Regions from separate parts of the Rattus norvegicus genome. Here region 1 is linked to region 2. A link is a contact called in public Hi-C data. All regions are on one chromosome and are shown on one strand. The core of a region is the stretch at or near the end of the contact, and the rest is flanking DNA. Distances in the headings are between cores, read along the strand shown. Region 1 overlaps Zcchc2 (zinc finger CCHC-type containing 2). Region 2 overlaps LOC102550524 (a long non-coding RNA gene).

Region 1 (4,100 bases), core at 1,220-3,719, 85 kb after region 2:
TCAAAGCTGTTGTCATTGAGATATTGTTACTCTCCAGAGTGGGGCCGGGTAAAGGTCATAAGGATCTCCTTTCTTACAAGATTCTGTTTTTCTTAAACATTCCTCTGATTGCTCCAGGCCTTTAGTTAATTTCCTCCGTACCATTCTGGTCTGACAGTAAGGGGCTCTTGAAAAGCCCATGACTAATGAAGATGCTATATTACCACGGCATTTTGGCCAAAATGTGGTTTCTCACTGCACAGCTTTCAGCTCACTGGAACCTCAGCTTCTGTGTCACTTGGGCATGTCTCAGGACACTAACACTGTCTCGGGAGTCAGTTGAAGTCAGTTTTTACCTTGCAGTGGTTTCATAGTCCCATCAAATAACCTGCAGTGGTCAGTGCTACCACTCTGTGGCCACACTGCAGTTTTGTAGGGAGACATTTCAAGAAAGAAGTGAAAATAACTCAGAGCTCTGGGACCTTGAGAGAATCGTAGTACCTTATCTAAACAGGCAGGCTTTGGTGTGTGTGTGTGTGTGTGTGTGTGTGTGTGTGTGTGTGTGTGTGTGTGTGTGTGTGTGTGTGCTGCAGGTTGTGCTTGGTTGATGGGATGTGCCTGAGTGAGTACAGACACTCCCTCGGGCCTCAACTCTGACTCTTGAGTGGCTCTTGGCTGCTTGTCAGGTCTGCGGGTGACTCGTAGCATCCCTGTCTTGTTCTCGGGTCTGAGAGTGGATAGGCCCATGTAGGTGATGCTGTCCTTTATTCATGTAGGCTTTCCTAAAGACAGGACCCCTGGACTGAGAGCTGTGAATGCTTTCCAGGGTTCAGGTCCGTACGTGGCTTTGGAAACGTGCGGCTCTTTGCTGTTGTTTGTTGTAGTGATGCTGTGAGACATTTGGCTTTCCACTGTCAAGTACACAAAACATCGTTCTATCTGATCCCAGTAGGCTTCAAAGGCGTGGGGCTGTCTATTGCGACTTCAGACTGAACGTTTTCATTCAGATGGGAATTTAACTGGCCATCTGAAACATTCTTTTTTCTTTTTGGACTTAATTTTTGTTCCTAACTCTGCATTGATGGGTAGTACAGATCCAGTGCCTTGAAAAGGTTGTTAATTTATGACTCCTCTCTTCTATGAAGTTGAATATAAGTAGTGTAATGATCTCTCTCTCAGGGGCGTGTTTGCTCTCAGCATTCACTCATTCACTTAAGCTCCCTGGATAGATTGAGGCAGTTCAGCTCACAGCACTGGATCTTCCGTGTCACTGGGGTCTGTTAGCCTTTCTGTAGGAGTGCTCTTATTTGAGGAATGCTTATTCTTGCCAGCCATGCATGGCCAGTCTTGCCTTTGTGAATGCAAACACTCTTTAACGTGCCTCAAGTTAAGCCAGCTTAATTTGTGAGCAGAAAGAGTCTTACTGTAGGCATGACACCCAGCTCTGAGCTCTGGACACGGCAGGGCAGCAGTTTTCCTGTTTACTATGTCAGATGTCCCGACTCCTCTGCCCTGACTGGAAGCTGGGGAGGCTTTTGTGTGCACCGTGGTGCGGTGCAGAGCAGTTTAGTGTCTGTCTGTCGTGTGGTGGTGAGAAGTAGTGGTGCTTCCTTCTCCACTCTGGCTCTTGTGTCCCTGTGGTGTAATCATCGTAGGACTAATGGTGGAGCTTTACATGCTCCCTGTTGAGTATGCGGTACAAGTACTAATTCCATCTCTAGCCTAAACCATTGGAGCTCAGTGTTCTCCTGATCAAACTACTTAAACCGAATCATTTATGGAATAAATTTAAACTCAGGTTTGGTGGCACAGAATTAAGTGGATCACCAGTAGCCTTGGTATTGTTTTCCTTAGAGCACACTACCAGCCGGAGATGAGACGCAGTAGCAGGGGCAGTCAGGAAATGCGATCGAGGAAGCATTGCAAACTTGAGAGTTAATTCTGAATAGACCTAGCTTTTAGTTCTAATGTGAAAATAGGAGTTCAGCCTGGGTTTACCTGCATTTGCATGTCTTCTGTAGATACAGACAGCAATTCTGAAGACTCTGGGAATCCATCGTCAGCCAGGTTTGCAGGCCATGGCTCTGTCACCCAGACCGTCTCTGTCCAGCCGCCTGCTGACACCGTCTCACTGGGAACTGAGAATGGGAACCTTTTGGAAGCTCCGTTGACCTCACACAAGTACCCACATATTCCCTTCATGCCAACTCTACCCTGTGTCATGCACAACGGTGCCCAGAAGTCAGAAGTTGTCATTCCGTCGCCCAAATCTGCAGACGGCAAAGCCGTAGGGGTGCTTGTCCCTAACCCTGTGGCTATTTCTACAATGATGGAGTCCACAAATGCGGCCCCGGTTGGCATCCTAGGCCCAGCAGCTTCTGGGGAGTCAGAGAAGCACCTTGAATTGTTAGCTTCCCCTTTACCTATCCCGTCACCCTTCCTCCCACACAGCAGTGCTCCTGCTTTGCAGCTGACGCTACAGAGTCTAAAATTACAACCACCACAGGGAGCGTCTGAGAATTGCCCAGTTAATATCCCACAACAAGCAGCCACAAGGCTGAGCATCGGATCACCAAACACTGCCTTGATTCCTGTCCATAACCCAGGGGCTTTCCCAGGATCTCCTGTGGCTGCCACGGATCCCATCACAAAATCTGCATCCCAAGTGGTAGGACTAAATCAAATGGTGCCTCAGATTGAGGGAAACACGGGGACAGTCCCTCAGCCGAACAATGTGAAGGTAGTTCTTCCAGCAGCTGGCCTCTCAGCTGCACAGCCACCAGCTTCCTACACCTTTCCAGGCTCACCCCTTGCCGCCAGTGTGCTACCCACCCAGAATTCCACTGTGCTCAACACAGCCACTTCTGCCCAGCCAGCAAGTACAGGCATCAGTCCAGCCCAATCCACAGTTCCTCCTGCTGTTCCTACTCACACCCCAGGCCCTGCCCCAAGCCCCAGCCCTGCCTTGACACACAGTACTGCACAGAGTGACAGCACGTCTTACATCAGTGCTGTGGGGAACACGAATGCTAACAGCACCATAGTGCCACCACAGCCTCTGGGTCCCTGTGGTTCTTGTGGGCGAAGGTGCAGCTGTGGGACCAATGGAAACCTTCAGCTAAATAGTTACTATTATCCCAACCCCATGCCTGGACCAATGTACCGACTCCCATCATTCTTCACTCTGCCATCCATTTGCAATGGCAGCTACCTCAACCAAGCACATCAGAGCAATGGAAACCAACTTCCTTTTTTTCTGCCTCAGACTCCATATGCAAATGGACTGGTGCATGACCCAGTCATGGGGAGCCAAGCCAGCTATGGTATGCAGCAGATGGCAGGATTTGGGAGATTGTACCCCGTATATCCAGCACCTAATGTAGTTGCCAACACCAGTGGTTCTGGGCCCAAGAAGAACGGGAGTGTCTCTTGTTACAATTGTGGTGTAAGCGGACACTATGCACAAGACTGTAAGCAGTCATCCATGGAGGCCAATCAGCAAGGTAATCCCACTCACTCCCAGAGGACTTGTTTTTGAGTTCCCAGTTTCTTCTTGATTATGTGATACTGTCTTAGCAGAAAGATCCGTATGTGTGTGTTTGTTTACAGAGGTTGTATTTTCAGTGACAAAATGCAGCCAGAGAAACTCAGTGTAGACCCAGGTCACAGAGCACAGGGAAGGTCCAAAACCCAGCCAGAGAAGCCCAGCATAGAGAAGCCCAGGTCACGAGGTCTCTGAGTAAGGGCTAAGGAAGTTTAGGTTGTCACTAAGAAGTGAACGGCAGAGGTACCTGTCCAGACTCAGGGAACAGCACAGAGTGTACATTCTGTAATGTTAGTCCCCTGCTTGCAGGGCTGTAGTTTAAGAGAGTCCTTTTCCATATGGGAAGCAGGATGGTTAAATACTGACAGCTACAATGCGAGCTCGTTACTCGGCATGTGAGCTAGTTACCAGCCGGCATTCATGGTTTGGAGTCAGGTTAGAGTCTGCACAGCTGTCTCACATCTGAGCCCCTGCTGCCCGTTGATTCTGTACACGAGGCAAAAATCTAAGACGCCATTGAATCCTTACAGCCACGAAGCTTTGTGAACACGAGTTTGTGAGTTAGGAAAGGAGTGAA
Region 2 (3,887 bases), core at 711-3,210:
CAGGCTTTGCCCTGGAAAACAAGAAACTGGGACTTTCAGGTTTTCTGATTGCCTCCCCACCCCCGCCTCCACCACCCATATTTCGTGAAGCTTAAATTATAACCATCTGTTTCAAGAGATATAAAAATCTTGAATCCAGTCTTTCTCCACACTAATGGGATACTAACCCTTTGGGAAATCTTTTACTGACGCGTTCTGCTAATTGTGGCAAAAGCAGAATGCCACAGCTCATTGTCTGCACACTTGGTAGGCTTTCTCATGGGTGTTGGAGGAGCACTGGTCTCTGACATGCTGAGTGTCTCTTCCCTGTTTGATGATGTGCGGTGATGATGGGAAAGCCCCTTTTCTTGCAGTTCCTACTAAATTATCTGTTTATGTTTATTCTTTTGCTTGGAGCATGCTTGAAGCTCACATGCTAATGCTGGGTCACTACGGAGAGCATTTGCTTGGCCTCTGAGCAAGAGTGGCTTGCATATCCGGAAAGTGGGTTATATTTACAGAAGAAAATCACCAAGATGGTTGTGGCAATTCAAAAGCTGTTCACACTCGTTCACGTTTGGTGATTAGTTGAACTTGTCTTCATCCTTACAGCGAAAAGGAATCTGAGGATGAAGAGCACTGCTCTAATTCGGCATCCGAATTCTCATCCCAGCTCCACTCAGCCCCCTCCCCCATTAATGTGCTGGGTTCGATACTTTTTCAAAAGTCAGAGGCAAAATATAACATGGCTACAGGAGACCACCCTGGGAACCTCTCTGCACTCTCTGGTTAATGTTTTCGAGATTCCAACTCACTCTTTCTGTCTTTCAGAAATAATTCCCTCTTCTATCCTACTAATTGTAGCGGCTGGTGTTCTCTTGCGAATTGTGTTCTCCCAAAACCTGTTTGCAGTGTCCTACACACTGACTAAAGGAAGCCTGCCCCTAGGCTGGATTTGGTTACTGTGTGGCCAATGGCTGGGCAAAGGGAAACTGGGCGGGACCCTAAGAGTGGGGCGGGGGGAGGGGTGCAGGCGGAGGGGTAAGGCACAAGAGATATCGCACTGACCCAGGAGAGACAGACAGATTTAGAGCTGCGGAGGGGAGATCATCTAAAATGTAAGAGTAGAGGAAAAGTGGGCCCTGGAAGGGCTGCCCAGAAGCATCTTGGGCAGCAAAACCCAATGGGCTTCACAGAAGGTAATAGGGCAGCAAAGTTAAAATAGATTTAGAAGGTATTGAGGCAGGAGTACCAGAGGGAAGGACCTGCTAGCTGTGTGAGGGTTAGAAGTGCCCAGTCACTGAGCTAGTTAAGGCATATTAAAAATAAACGTGTGTGTGTGTGTGTGTGTGTGTCTTTCATTTGCAGATACAAAAATAGCTCCCGGGTGGGTTTGCATGTGCAACCCGCCAGGAGCCGGAGTGGTGTAGCAAAAACTCCCGCTGTAATTAATAAGCTCTGACTGAGTCCTAACTACTTCCTGCTAATACGGTCTTACTGAGACCAGTTGTTTTCTGAGCACTGCGCTGAAGATAGACACGTAAACTAAGAACAAGCTGTGCAAAGCACTACCTACCACACAGTGATCCAAAGTGTGAGCCAAAGCAGAGCTGAGGGATGGGGGAGGGGGACTATTCATAAAGCAGAGAATCATATATCCTCCCACACTGTCTGATTCTGCTGTTAGATAGTTAATTCCCTTATTTTATTGTGGCACCTACTTTAAAAAACCTCAGTATGTTCAAAATATATGTTTTTCATCTTTTACTCTGTCTGTCTTAGCCTGTGTCTCACAGATAAACACAACCTTTCCTTGCACTACCTGGAATGGCTGGAGATGTAGAAACCAAGGGGGAGGAAGATCTGGAGGGAGCAGTGCTGTGGCAGCTGACTGAGTTAACAGACCCAGGCATAGCCAGAGTGTGGAGACAAAATAGACAGCTATGTCATACTTACCGGGCTGTGCCTCGGGCTATCGGGAAAGGAGCAAGTGATTCAGGACAGGGAAACCTTCCCTTTGCTACAAAGAAAACAGAGGGGGAGGCCTGGTAAGGCCGGTCTTCTTAATAGGATGTCGCAACCGCAGGGACCTCAGGACATCTGGGCTGTGACTGTTCCTACAGTGATCAACCTTAGGGCCCCAGTGGGTGGGACATGGGACAAATCAAATGTAAAGGACAAATAGGAGTGAGGAGGTGGCTAGCAAGTGAAGAAAATGTGACTTCCACTGTGACATAAAAGAAGCAAGTCATCCTGCCTTCCCCCCTTCCGAGTCCGCGGTCAGTCTGTGTGTGGCGCCCCAGGCCTCCCCCCACCCCACCCCCATTCCCGCTGGCAATGGACAAACACTTTGTTGGTGGTGACTTCTCATATCAGTCAGATGGCGGATTTTGTTCATCCTAGCTTGATGCCTGGCTTGAAGGTTAAAGTTGCCTTATGCCTAGGACTCAGAAAAGTCAAATTAAATCAAACTGCGGCAGCGCTGTACAGGAGAAGGAAGACGGACACCTGTGGACCGCCATGCCGCCCACACACTTGCCCTCCCGCACATGGCACAGGCAGGCCATAGACACCTGCTTGCTGCCACAACGCACAGCGTGGATAGAGGATGTCACCCAGAGGCCACCAGCTGCATGGCTAGCCTGCAACAGGAGCCATCACGATGTATGGTGGTCAGATGGAGAGGAGTCCCACCTGTGGAGCAGCATGAGCATGTGGAGAGGAGGAGCCTGTTGTGAGCGGCCAGTTGCGCCACCTGAGGTCACGGTGAGGTCCCAACCCGAGCTGCCACTGAGAGCCAAGTGAGAGTCTGTGGCTCCGAAGCAGCGTGAGTTGGGGCTGATGTCCGTGGCTCATATTACCACTATAGAAGACAGGGACACCCTGTTTGAGACACTCACAGGGACCATGTGGATGTCAAGGGGTTGTGCCTAACTGTCCTTGCCCCTCACTGGATGCAGTTCTCTGGAAAGCTGGCCTATATCTCACTGAGAAAGCACAGTGCAGCTGGCCACGGTGGGAGGGTGCGGGAGAGCTGACCCTACCAGGCATCTGCCATGGGATGGCACGGGAACAGAGGTCCTGCCCTTCATCCCCCCCAACGCCCCCCCCCCCCGCCACCTCTGGCAGTTGGGAAAGCAGTCCACAGAAGGGTTCATGGGCCCAGGCGAGCTATCTCTGTCCAGCGCCAACTAAACTCTCAAGAGAGCACACTCTGCCTCATCTAGGCAGCACAGTAGAGTTGGCCCTGGTGGGGCGGCACGGATGAGCCAGCCCCCAAGGGCATTGGGAGAGCATGACAGTTAGCCCTGCCCTTCCCCCACCTCACCTGAGGCAAGGGTGAGCCAGCCCCAAGGGTGTGAGAGCAGGAGGGCCGCTCCAGTTCCTCATAGGCTGCAGCCCTTGGGAGAGTGGTGCCCTTGCCTTGACTGGGAAACAGTGGAGCTGGCTCTGGAGGGGTGGGCATGAAAGAACTACCCCCAAGGGCACGAGAGAGGAGAGCAGCAGAAGGCAGCCATGCCTGCTGATGCCAGCACTGGGTCTCCTAGCCGGAACAGCGCTGGAGAGCTCATATGAGGGGGTGGGAAGATGAACCGGGTCGGGGTGCACGATGGGAAACTCACAAAGAACCAATATGAAATTTAAAAAAAATAAAATTAAGAAAAAAGATTTTTTCACTGAAGGACATTGTTCATTTTAGAAGAAAAAGTGAAGCAAGTTGTACAAATAGTACTCTAGCTTGTATTTAACTTTGAACTTCATTGCACTGTAATTTAAAAATATCTCCACTACTCTTCAATTGTAGAATTTATTGAAACATATTTAATGTATTCTACTAAAGCTTTCTGTGTGATGGTTTTAAAACAAGATGCGCCATAAAGTTTTATACCAAAGGAATCTGTCTAGTT

The links. A called contact is a pair of places that touch in the nucleus more often than the background predicts.
Region 1: a Hi-C map of hepatocytes shows a contact between it and region 2, with 1.9 times the contacts expected there. The contact joins two enhancer-like sites. A contact is called at or near these places in 7 of 12 Hi-C or Micro-C datasets (the Rat2 cell line, Schwann cells, frontal cortex and 4 more).

The regions. Positions count from the first base shown.
Region 1 is chr13:22,674,577-22,678,676 of GRCr8, forward strand. Zcchc2 (zinc finger CCHC-type containing 2) reads left to right here. Exons shown (of 14, transcript NM_001122677.4): 13 at 2,001-3,482. Among named protein-coding and RNA genes, the nearest start is that of Zcchc2, 42 kb to the left of the region's middle. Within about 2 kb of position 2,470, at least 1 of the 93 cell types and tissues checked has an H3K27ac peak or open chromatin away from gene starts, as enhancers often do.
Region 2 is chr13:22,589,616-22,593,502 of GRCr8, forward strand. LOC102550524 (a long non-coding RNA gene) reads right to left here. Exons shown (of 6, transcript XR_010056964.1): 3 at 3,308-3,887; 4 at 2,674-2,842; 5 at 1,936-1,999; 6 at 1-602. Among named protein-coding and RNA genes, the nearest start is that of Zcchc2, 43 kb to the right of the region's middle. Within about 2 kb of position 1,961, at least 23 of the 93 cell types and tissues checked have an H3K27ac peak or open chromatin away from gene starts, as enhancers often do.